2 separate regions of the Mus musculus genome follow, and region 1 is linked to region 2. A link is a contact called in public HiChIP or PLAC-seq data. All regions are on one chromosome and are shown on one strand. Each heading gives the region's core, a stretch centred on a gene start, on an enhancer-like site or on the middle of the called end of the contact. The rest is flanking DNA. Distances are from core to core; before and after follow the strand shown.

Region 1 (5,858 bases), core at 821-3,320, 120 kb after region 2:
AAAGGTGGAGCCTGAACTTTCACGCATGCTGGGATCTAGAACCCTAGCCTCTTTTATTTTTAATTAAAAATAATTTTAAAAACATTTATTTTTATTTCTTGCGTTTGAATATTTCCGTGCATGTGTGTAAGTACACCAAGTGTGCGTAGTGCCTGGAGAGGCCAAAAGGCATTGGATTTCCAAAACCCAGGGGTTACAGATAGTTGTCTGTATTCCTAGCAGGGAACCAACCTCTGGCCCTCTGTATAAACAGCAAGCACTTTTGTTGTTGTTGTTGTTGTTGTTGTTTTGTCTTTTGTTTTTTGTTTTTTGGTTTTCGAGACAGGGTTTCTCTGTATAGCTCTGGCTGTCCTAGAACTCACTTTGTAGACCAGGCTGGCCTCGAACTCAGAAATCCGCCTGCCTCTGCCTCCCAAGTGTTGGGATTAAAGGCGTGTGCCACCACGCCCAGCACAACAAGCACTTTTAACTGCTGAGCTATTTTTCCAACCTCTCTCCCAAATTTATTATTATATATATTTTTTTTTCTTTTTTTTCTAAGTACACTGTAGCTGTCTTCAGACACACCAGAAGAGGTCGTCAGATCTCACTACAGATGGTTGTGAGCCACCATGTGGTTGCTGGAATTTGAACTCAGGACCTTTGGAAGAGCAGTCAGTGTCAGTGCTCTTACCTGCTGAGCCATCTCTCCAGCCCTTATTATTATATATTATTATTGTTGTTGTTGTTGTTGTTTGGCGGTGAGATTTGAGACAGAGTGATTTCTTTTCAATTTAACTTATAAACTACTTTTTTTTTTTTTAAATCTCACGTATGAATGTTTTACCCACCAAAAATTTCTGCAGTTGGAGTTACAATCCGCTATTAGTTGCTAAGTGGCTGCTGGGGATTAAACTTGGGCCCTTTGGAAGAGTGGTCAATGCTCGTTAACTAGCTGAACCACCTGCCCAGGCCCAACACTTTCTTGTTGGCTAATGGATATAGGCAGACCCGGTCCACTGTGGGTAGTACCATCCCTAGTCAGGTGGCCCTAAATTAGATAAGAGATCTGGTTAAGCTTGAGCCTGGGTTCATTCCTCCCTGGGTTCTTCGTTCAAGTTCAAGTCTGAGTTTCTGCCCTAAGTTTTCTCAAAGATGGACTAAACCCTTTCCTTCTTTTAGTTGGTTTGGTCATTGTTATCGTAGCAACACAAAGGAACTGGGGCTCATGATGTAGCCAGGACAGTTCTTGAATACACAATCCTCCTGCTTCAGGTTCCAGAGCGCAGGAATCTTATAAATGATTCACACCTGGCTCTAAAGCATCTTTTATAAATTGTACCCATCTATCAGTCTCCACTTTTCTTTCTCCCTCGGCCAACTGTCCCTGATTGGCTGCCTCTTTTGACCTCTCCAATGGGTGAGGGGGAGTTCCTCTCTACTGCCTTTTTACCGGGAGAAACAGTTACTACCCTAATCTGGCAGGGTAATTATGGAGTTGCTGTTGGGCTTAGAGGCCTTTCTTCAGCTGCCAAGTGTCCAGCTCTTCACGGAGGCTTCCTGAAGCAGGAGTCTTTTGAGATTTTTCTGCAGCTTAGCAATCTTGCTATTTTCTTTCTACCCAGTGGAGACTGGTTCTGGGGCCATCTATAAGTCTCGGGTCGCCACACTCCGAGTTTCCACTATCTCTGGGGTACTTGGGGGTGTGAGTACGGTCGGAGGCGTCCGCTCTACCGGAGCATTGTGGGCTGGGTGAGCTCTCGCCCGCTGTTTGGTCCTGGGCTCGGGAGTCACTGGGGGAGCGAGACCCGACTCCGTGCCATGGGCCTGCGAGAGACCCCTCGGGCCGCCCGACTGCAACGGAGGGCACAGCGCGGTCCGCTGGCGGAGCTGCGGAACCCGCGCGCGGGGTAGGGGGAGCCCGGGCCGCCCTGGCCGTCCTGGCGCGGGGCGAGGGCGCCGAGGCCTGGGCAGCCTGCGCGGACAGCGAGCACCCCGAGGCCCGGCCAAGGCTCGCCGCCAGGGAGCGCTGCGGGCTCCCGCTCGCCCGCCCCCCGGTAGGCGGGGCCGCCCTCTCCCCGCAGCCGCCGCCGCAGCCGCCGCCTGGGCCGCCCCGTGTCCCCGGTGGAGCCGCCGCCGCCGCTGCCGCCGCTGCCGCGAGCTCGATGCGGACGGAGCCTGGGCCGGGCCATGGGGATCCTCAGCATCACGGACCAGGTCAGCCCTCCCACCCTTCCCCACTTCCTCTTCCCAGGCCCCGGCACCGCCGCCACGCGAGCCCGGGGATGTGCGGCCTAGGCTGGGCCCGAGCCCGGGGTTCCCGCGGCTCCCGCCGCGCCCCACGCCGTGCTCCACTCCGTGGAGCGGGTGTCCTTGGGGGCCTGGCGACCGGTGGGGGCACGGCGGGAATCCGCTGCAGCCAGGACCCCTGTAGCGGAGCCCCTCCAGCGACGCCCCCCTCCAACCTGTGTGCTCCCCCACCTCCTGGTAACGCCGTGGCTCGGGCCCGCTCCCTGAAAGCTGGTTCTCCCTGCAGCCGCCCCTGGTCCAGGCCATCTTTAGCCGAGATGTGGAGGAAGTGCGTTCCCTCCTCTCGCAGAAGGAGAACATCAATGTACTGGTGAGTTGGGAGCAGGGAGGATGGCGAGCCGGAATCCGGAGGGGTTCGGGACCCCTCCCCACAAGTGGGGCGGCTCCGTTTCTCCTCTGCTCTGATGAAACTGCAGCTCTTTCTACCCAGAAATGGGAGCCTGCTCCGCATTTAAGGTTGGTCAGGCATGGAGCACCGATCATGGGTTCTGGGGATGCCCAGAAAACCCTGTCCCCTTCTCAACCATCGGGGTCTGCAGCGCCCCCACCCCTCCGGGAAGGAGTAGGTTTCTTGGTCGGTAGCCCTGACTCCACCCTCCCAGGATGCTGGCTTTTGAAGCCCGATATTGGGATTTAAGACCCTGCAGAAGAACCTAGAGGAAGGGAAGGGCTTGGAGTTCTCATACTAGAACTGGCGTTCAGGATAATTTCTCTCTACAGCTGCTTCTCTTTTCTGCCTTTCCAGGACCAAGAGAGGCGAACCCCATTGCATGCTGCTGCCTACGTAGGCGATGTCCCCATCCTCCAGTTGCTACTGATGTCAGGTGAAAGTGGGGAGCTGGGAGGTGCGGCATCTAGGGAGGGGAGAAGTCTTTTTAGATCCGAGGATTGATTGCTGGTGCTTGGTACAAGAATGGCTTTCTGTCCGTTCAGGTTCCCCACTCTGATTATTGGTTTCCTTCCCTCCCCCTCCTCAAATCCCAACAAAATAGCAAATTGTGTCCACACAGGTGCTAACGTCAACGCTAAGGACACACTGTGGCTGACCCCTCTTCATCGTGCCGCTGCCTCCCGAAACGAGGTACAGACCCTACCTCATTTCTCCCTTTCAAAAAGGATGGGCTGAGGGCTAGAGAAACTCAGTTCTCTGCCCTACAGACTCTTCTGCCCCACACAGGGAGGAGACCAGAGTTTGGCTTCTCCTTCCTGCCCCTAGAACTGGCTGGGGGGGGGGGGGCTGAGTGCTGCCAGCTGATGTGACGTCAGGGAGAGAGCTTAACACTGGGCTGGCAGACTGCGGGGGCCCTGCTGCCAGGCCTGAGTGACTCATCCCTCCCTGGGGGCCACCTTAAGTCTGATCCCCCTCTGGGCACTGAGATTTCTCTCCTTGTGATGGGGTGGGGAGTAGCAATTCTGTGTCCTTGCCCCTCGAGCAACATTTAAGTTGACTGCCTAAGGGCCCAAACTCATATGGAGTCCTGTACAATGGTGTTATCAACCCTGAAGAGGAAGGGAAGGCCTCTTTGATCTCCCATCACTTCCTTGGCTCCAGCTCCCAGGGGGAGAGAGCTTAAGGCCAGTGGGAATGGTGTGGGACATGTTTAACGGGAACATTGAATTTCGAAGGGGATCCAGTTATGCTTGTTTATTGGGGTTATATGATTTTGGTGTCTGTGGAAGGGCTAAGGGAAAGGATGTTTTTGCCATTAATACAGTGGGAGCCATTTGTTTTTCCTGGAATTAGGCTTGGGGTGTGTGGATTTGCCCAGGGTGGGTGTGAGTGGAGATTTTCGGGGACCTAAGTTGGAGGGTGGTAGATGCTAAGTGGCATGGGGAAGAGATCCCTGTTTTCCTCAGCAAAACAAAGATGTTTAAGCTCCAACAACCTCAGGTCTGGAGAGGCTAGGTGTGTAAAGGAAAGGAAGAGATACCATGCTAGGAAGATGGATGACTAGTCACCATACCAGCCCCTTCCTTCTGTCCTCTTATGTCACTTCCTGCTCCCCTCTGTCTTCTCTTGTCCCTTGCTCCACCACAGAAGGTGCTGGGGCTGCTGTTGGCACACTCAGCGGATGTGAATGCCCGGGACAAGCTGTGGCAGACACCACTGCATGTGGCTGCTGCCAACCGGGCCACCAAGTGTGCAGAGGCTCTGGCACCCCTGTTGAGCAGTCTCAATGTGGCTGACAGGAGCGGGCGCAGCGCTCTACACCATGCAGTACACAGTGGGCATCTTGAGGTGAGGAGCATTGCAGTCTAGACACAGTCTTCTCTCTGTTCCTTCTCACCCATAACTTACGTGCTTCCAGACCCAATGGGCAGGAGTGGCTCAGATAGTTATTTAGATACTGGGGCCCTGCCCCAGAGGAATGATTGTGTTAACCAGAGGGTTTTGTTGGGGGGGGGGGGATGTTTGTTTTTGAGATAGAGTCTCACTATGCATGCTTGTCTGGCCTGGAGCTTGCTATGTAGACAGCCTTGAACTTGAACTCACTGAGATCCCCCTGCCTCTGCTTTCTGAGTGCTCAGGTTAAAGGTACGCTAGCATCCACAGCTTATATTGAGTTTTTATTGATTTATTTTATATTTATTTTAAGCAGTGTGTTACAGGTGCTTGGTAAAGGCTGTGTCACTGAGCTACACTTTGAACCCATAGATTGAAATTCTTTTGTTCTAGTGTTGGCAATGGTAGGCAAGCGATAGACTGTTCACCTGTATACATTTTACCTTAAATAGCCTTGAACTTACTTTGTAGCCCAATTAATCCTGATAGTTGTCCTGCCCAAGTGACACTGTTATAGACTCATAAGATTTTGAGAGTCTGCAAACACCTGAAGAAACCCTTGAATTTCTTTTATCCGGTGGCATCTTGTTGGTGTCTGACCACAGTTCTGGTTCTCCAGATTGTTCTGCTCAAGAACAGAGGTATAGCCGGGCGGTGGTGGCGCACGCCTTTAATCCCAGCGCTTGGGAGGCAGAGGCAGGCGGATTTCTGAGTTCGAGGCCAGCCTGGTCTACAGAGTGAGTTCCAGGACAGCCAGGGCTACATAGAGAAACCCTGTCTCGAAAAAACAAACAAACAAACAAAAGAACAGAGGTATCAGCTGTCACCCTCAATGTTGCAAACACAAAGGGGGAAGATTCTGAGTGCACCTCTCTTTTCAGGAGGTCAGAGGCATCTGTACTTTGGTAGGTTGAGGGCATGAACCTGTTCCGTGTCTTTTATATCCTCATATAGACAGTGAACCTGCTCCTGAATAAGGGAGCCAGCCTGAATGTCTGCGATAAAAAGGAACGGCAGCCGCTGCACTGGGCAGCTTTTCTAGGTGAGAGACACTGTAGGAAAAGGGAGAATTTGATTGTTAGGATCCCCAGGGCAAGTTTCACCCTTTGGGGGTGGAGCCTGGAGCCTTTGGGGGAGGAGCCTAGAGCCTTTGGGGAGGGAGCCTGGGGCCTTTGGGGGTGGAGCTTAGGGCCTTTGGGTTTACCCTCCACCTGCTTGCTTCTCCTTCCTTCCTTTCCTTCTTCCTTCCTTTCCTTTCCTCCCTCCTTCCGTTTCTCATTCCTTC
Region 2 (5,608 bases), core at 1,906-4,405:
TCCCCTTCCCTAAATGGTGTTCTACACTGCCCCCTTGTCTGTCTGCAGCACTGATGGTTCTGTGTGCCGCAGCCTCCTGGAGGCATGTCTGTCTTTGCGTGGCCATCCAGCCACATCTGCTTTACACCACAGCCAACCCCGACTGCTTTCCACCCTGCACATGGCAGGTCTGTTCATGCATGACCAGTTGATCTGCCCAGTCCTATTGGAAGGCTGCAGCCACACATCCAAGGTCCACACACACAGACATGTGCACACCCCCACATACCTTCTTCCTCTTGACCCTCAACCAGCCTTCAAGGGTCAGCTCAGAACTTGCACAGAGAGGCAATCTTACTGCCTGTCTGACCCAGGAAGTGGGAATAGTTGCTCGGGCGCCCAGTCCAGTGGCGCTTTAACATCTTGCCCGGCCGCTCCCCTCGCGCCCCCATTGACTCTGAGTGTGGATCTCACAGGCTAACTTTTTACATGGCCCAGATCCTTCCCTGTATTCATTGCTAATAGCTGTATTCACAGTGAATGTGACCTGGTGTAGCACTGAGCTAGGTGCTGGGTGTAAGTCCAATTCACAACTCCTGTGGGTCATTCCTGGTTGGGGGGGGGGGTCATGCTTACTCAATGACTGATAGAGCAGAAGAGTGGCCAGAAAGGCCGGTCCTCCCTGGCAGCGATCTCACCTGCTGTGTACCTGTAGGAAACCTTCTGGAGAATTCCAGCCAAACTGAGCTCCACCCAGCTTCGGAGGGTGGCTGCTTCTTTGAGTCAGCAAGAAAACGAGGAGGAAAGGGAAGAGGAGCCAGAGCCAGGAGTCCCCGGAGAGCAGGGTCCCAGTGAGGAGCACCGGACAGAAGCCCTGAGAGCCCTTCTGTCAGCCCGTAAGAGGAAAGCAGGCCTGGGGCCTACAGAAGGTAAAGTGCCATGGCCCCCGCTTGGTGACTTACTCTGTGCCACCGTGTGGCGTGAGGGCTGTTGAGACGATGCAGGGCCGGTTCCCGACTGTGTCTTACATCACTGCAGAGGAGGCCACTGGGGAGGAAGAATGGAACTCAGCGCCCAAGAAGCGGCAACTGCTGGACAGCGACGAAGAGGAAGATGATGAGGGGAGGAGGCAAGGTAGGGACTCTTGTCTTCAGTGGAGACACTGGCCATTTGCCTTATCCTTTTACATACTTAGATGCTTTCCATTTCTGTCTCTTACCTGTCATTCCCATGGCAGCAGTGTCGGGAACGCCAAGAGTCCACAGGAAGAAACGGTTTCAGATTGAGGATGAGGATGACTGAAAGCCAGATGTGTTTGACCGATGTGAGTTGGAGGCACAAAAGCTACTTTTGCCTGCGTTGGAAGCAATCTTCTCTACATTGACAGCCCAGGAATTTTAGGCAGCAGTGTTGGGTGGAGTCTTTGCGGTCAGTCCTTGCCCCAGGTTCATCAGCGTGCACAGCCGGTCTCTGGGTCCGTCTCGTAGCAAATGAAGAGTGGCGAAAGGTTCAAGGTGGCTTGTCCTCCTCTAAGGACTGCGTCTTGGCTTCTGACGGGGAGCTTTATAACCCAGCACGGTTGTTCATTCTGTCCTCACAAAGCACTGGATTGCTCCCATTTTCTTTCTTTCATCCCAGGACACATGATTGAACCCGTTTCTACAGTTGAGGGAGAGCTGGGATGCACCACTCTCAAGCTGACAAGCATCCCTGATTTGTGTTTCATATTAAATGTGTACAATTAACAGTTGCTCATCTCAGAGCGGCCAGCCAGCCATCTGTTGTGTCTTCGGAAGAACTTTTAAGAGTAAAATTAAAAGACATGTCCTGAACTGAGCTTGGTAGTGTGAGCTAATCCCATCGTGTGGGAGACAGAGGCAAGAGAATTGCCATGAGGGAGAGGAAAGAGTCATATAGCCCTACGCGTGGGCCAATAAATGTAATTTAAAAAATCAGCTTGATAATAAATATAATTTTTAAAAAAAGAGACTTTTGTTGTCTTCCTCCTCCTCTTCCTTCTCCTCCTCCTCTTCCTCTTCTTCCTCCTCTTCCTCTTCTTCCTCTTATCCACAAGTAACAAGATGCTTCATCTTGCTGACCACAGGGTACATGCCTGTTGGTTCAGCTCCTCATGAGGCTTTGATAAAATCTCAAAAAAAATCCCTTTTACCCACGAGTCTGAGACTGTGTCTTGAAACAAAACAGGTATGGTGGTGGCTCATGCCTATAATCCCAGCACTCTGGAGACTAAAGCAAGAATACTTAGACTATATAGGAAGTTAGGCCAGCTTAGGTTATAAAGTGTCCAAAAAAATTAGAAGGCAGCCAGAAGAGTGATGGTAGCTCATACCTTTAATCTCAGCACTTGGAGGCAGAGGCCTTGTGTTCAAGGCCAGCCTGGTCTACCTAGCTCCAGGGCAGCCAGGACTATCTCAACAAAAAAGTAAATAGGGGTTGGAGAGATGGTTCAGTGGTTAAGAACATGTAAGACTCTCTCCAAAGGAGTAGAATTTTTAGTCCTTGCAACCATGTCAGGTGGCTTACAACTGGCTGTAACTCCAGCTCATCTGGCCTCTGTGGGCATTCGCCTTGAATCCCAGCACTTAAAAGGCAGACACAGGCATATCTCTGAGTTTGAGGCCAGCCTGGTCTACAGATTGAGTTCTAGGACAGCCAGGGCTACAAAGAGAAAGCCTGTCTTGAAACAACAACCACAAAAACCTTACCAAACAAACAAAAAAAACAATAAAGGTAAAAACTCAAAAGACTGCTCTGGTAATAACTTGATTTGATTTGCTGTAGGTTCTATTTTTCAAATTTTTTGATTGGGAAATCTTTAAAGTAAACATGACACATGGACTGGGAATGTAGCCCAGTTGGTAATGTGCTTGCCTAACATGCATAAATCCTTGGAGTTGATTCCCAGTACCACGGCAACTGCACCTGGTTGCAGATTCCCATAAATCCCCGTACTGGGGTTATAGTGGCAGAAGGATCAGAATCCAAGGTCATCCTTGGCTAACTAGTTGAATTCCAAGCCAGCTAGGGCTACAGAAGGCCCAGTCTCAAAAGAGAACAAACTTTCCACTGCCTAGAGGCTACAGAGACTGGACTATGGTCTAGGGACCGCCTAGCCACAAAGGAGGAGCCTTGCCTGTCAGGATGGGGCAATAGCTGGTCAGATAAAGTCTACCCAAAGAGAGGTGGTAAATACTTGTTTCCAGTCATCACCTACAAGAAGTTAACCTCTGGAAGGTAGCCGCTCCAACTAGGGACCTACTGAGTGAGACAGAGAACCACTTCATTCCTCTGCTGCTTGCCAGACAGGTGAGGGTAACAGCCTCTAAGAGGCCCCCTCTTATGTCCAGGGAAACTGAAGTCTCTAATGACCAGGACTCTACCAAACTCTGACCATTCTTGGTGCCTGTTCCTGTTGAATATTTGCGCCCTCCTCACCTGAGCTCTGCTCCTTCACAACAGGGCTGTCCTGTGGACCCACCATGATCCAGGCTGCATTGCTTCTTGGCTGTATCTTACTGTCCCCGGTGACCGCCTTTCCGTGGAAGACGCAGAATGGCAGCCTGCCAGCCGTCACAAGAACTGAACCCACATCAAATGTGCTCCCCAACAAGATTCCTCCTCCAACCCCCATTACCTGTCGGGACCTCTTGTACACGGTGCTCCCCGCTGCTCCTCTGTCTGAGTTCTTGTCCCTCTTAGCCCTGAGAGTTGTCCTGGAAAACATTGGCTGCCCTGCCGAGGCCTACAGTCTGCAGCTTCGGATCAGTGAAATGGGAGGAAAAGACAGCGCGGAAACCCTGGTCCTCCAGAGTCAAAAGAGTAGCCAGGAGGAAGGGATCGGCAACAATGAAGTCATTCTGAGGCATCTGGTGCCATCCCCTGGGGATATGAGGAGGGTCCGGCGCTCAGTTACCCTGCCTGAGGCGTGCACCTATGAACCCGGGTGGGTGTTGTACGATATGGCCCAGGTGCTGCTGGAGACGGCGAACAAGCTCCCTCCTATTGACCTAGTAAGAGAGTTCAAGGCCTCTGTAGTCAATGTCACCCAGCACTGTACCATGGAGTCTTGGGAAAGTATGAATGAAGTAGCCAGGAGGCTGATGAGTAGCCCAGAACTTAAAGACGCCAAGATTCCCGTTGAAGATCGAGTATACCTCGTTGCTCAGCTTGCAGTCGTTTTAAAGCGTATTTTTGTGAACCTTGTGTGGGAATATTTTCAGACCTATTTTGGATAGACACGGCCTCCTAGGCATGGAATGAACTTTCTCATAGCCCTTTAGTAGGTGTGCACACAGCAGCTGCCCACGGTGTGTAGCTAGACGCTGGCTGCATTTTACAAATTCATACATTGTCTTCCTTTGATCCTAATGTGTGAAGACACTTGATATGACTTCAGTCTTTCAGTTTCTAAATGCTATGGGTATTGCAATTTCCCTCTTTAATACTTTTTAATTCCTTGCTTAATGCTTTTTAATTTCCCAGCTGAATTCTGGGCCTTGGTTGTATTCATATTGTTTTGGGATATTAAGGAAAGGAAGGTTTGTTGTTTTGTTTTGTTTTGTTTTTGAGACAGGGTCTGCCTGGGTAACTCTGTCTATCTTGGAACTCAGAGATCCACCTGCCTTTGCCTCCACCTGCTGAGATTAAAGGTGTGCACCACCATGTCTGTATTTGTTCTGGTATTTTGAGATTGTCTTGCTTTGTGGCCATTGCCCTTACTATATAGCCCAGGCCAGCCTCAAATTTATGGGACTCCTACTTCAGCTTTCCAAGTGCTAGAATTATAGACCTGTGCCCTCACTTCTGTTTTTGTAGTGTTGGGGTTGAACCCAGGGACTCAGGAATACTAGACAAGCCGTTCACCACTAAGCCTACTTCTGTTAATTCTTAAACTGATGAGACAAATAAAAAGCTGCTTCTATGTTGAACTCACTGATTTGGGAGCTTTAAGGAAGTTTAATATAAATTCATAGCTCCAGCTGGCCCAGAACTCAGTACAAAATTCATGCTAGCCTTGAGCTTGGAGTGGTCCTCTTGCCTCGGGCTGAAACGTTCTTGCCTGACTTCCAGGATTTCTCGACTGGGTTTCTGTGGTTCCTTCTGTACCTAGAGAGGGCTGTGCGGGGGGGACACAGAGCACATTCCAATGTCTTGAGCCAAAGATTTGAGCAATGCGTTCAAATGGGCACATTCTTGTAGAGAAACAGCCATTTCACATATTCATGGGACTGGGGGCTAGATAGGGTCCACACCTCTTCGAGCTGTCTCAGCTCTCGCCAGTGGGACCGCACAGGACTCTGGGGATTCCTGTCACCTATGGAAGTGGAGCAGTGTAGTGATGGACACACACCAAGTCAAACAGTTGTCATTCCCGTTTCCTTTTTAATTTTTTTATTGTATTTATTATTAATAGAGTGTGTGACGATGTGTGTGAACATGTGGTTGTATGGGCCGGCACTCCTGAGCCACAGAACACGAGGAGGTCAGGGGTGTGTGCAAGTCAGAGGACCGCAGTCATGAGTCACTGTTCTCATTCCCTGTGGGTTCTAGTGACTACACCTCCGTCCCCAGGAGTGACGGAGGCACTTTTACCTACTGAGTCATCTTG

What was found. HiChIP or PLAC-seq counts read pairs in DNA pulled down with a chosen protein or histone mark.
Region 1: an H3K27ac HiChIP or PLAC-seq map of microglia shows a contact between it and region 2, with 5 times the contacts expected there. The contact joins the promoter of Ankrd52 here to the promoter of Apon in region 2. A contact is called at or near these places in 16 of 39 promoter capture datasets (the C10 cell line, the HPC-7 cell line, the SN4741 cell line and 11 more), 3 of 484 Hi-C or Micro-C datasets (embryonic stem cells and liver), 2 of 115 datasets of contacts at active chromatin or transcription factors (microglia and pancreatic cancer cells) and 3 of 9 other capture datasets (adipose tissue, liver and pancreatic islet).

The regions. Positions count from the first base shown.
Region 1 is chr10:128,375,054-128,380,911 of GRCm38.p6, forward strand. It overlaps Ankrd52 (ankyrin repeat domain 52), which reads left to right and starts at 2,071. Exons shown (of 28, transcript NM_172790.2): 1 at 2,071-2,196; 2 at 2,516-2,599; 3 at 3,035-3,113; 4 at 3,300-3,370; 5 at 4,328-4,528; 6 at 5,528-5,615. The coding sequence starts at 2,170.
Region 2 is chr10:128,250,976-128,256,583 of GRCm38.p6, forward strand. It overlaps Apon (apolipoprotein N), which reads left to right and starts at 3,156. Exons shown (of 2, transcript NM_133996.3): 1 at 3,156-3,306; 2 at 3,460-4,926. The coding sequence starts at 3,480. The coding sequence ends at 4,235. Timeless (timeless circadian clock 1) reads left to right here. Exons shown (of 29, transcript NM_001164081.1): 27 at 695-908; 28 at 1,018-1,113; 29 at 1,217-1,966. The coding sequence ends at 1,281.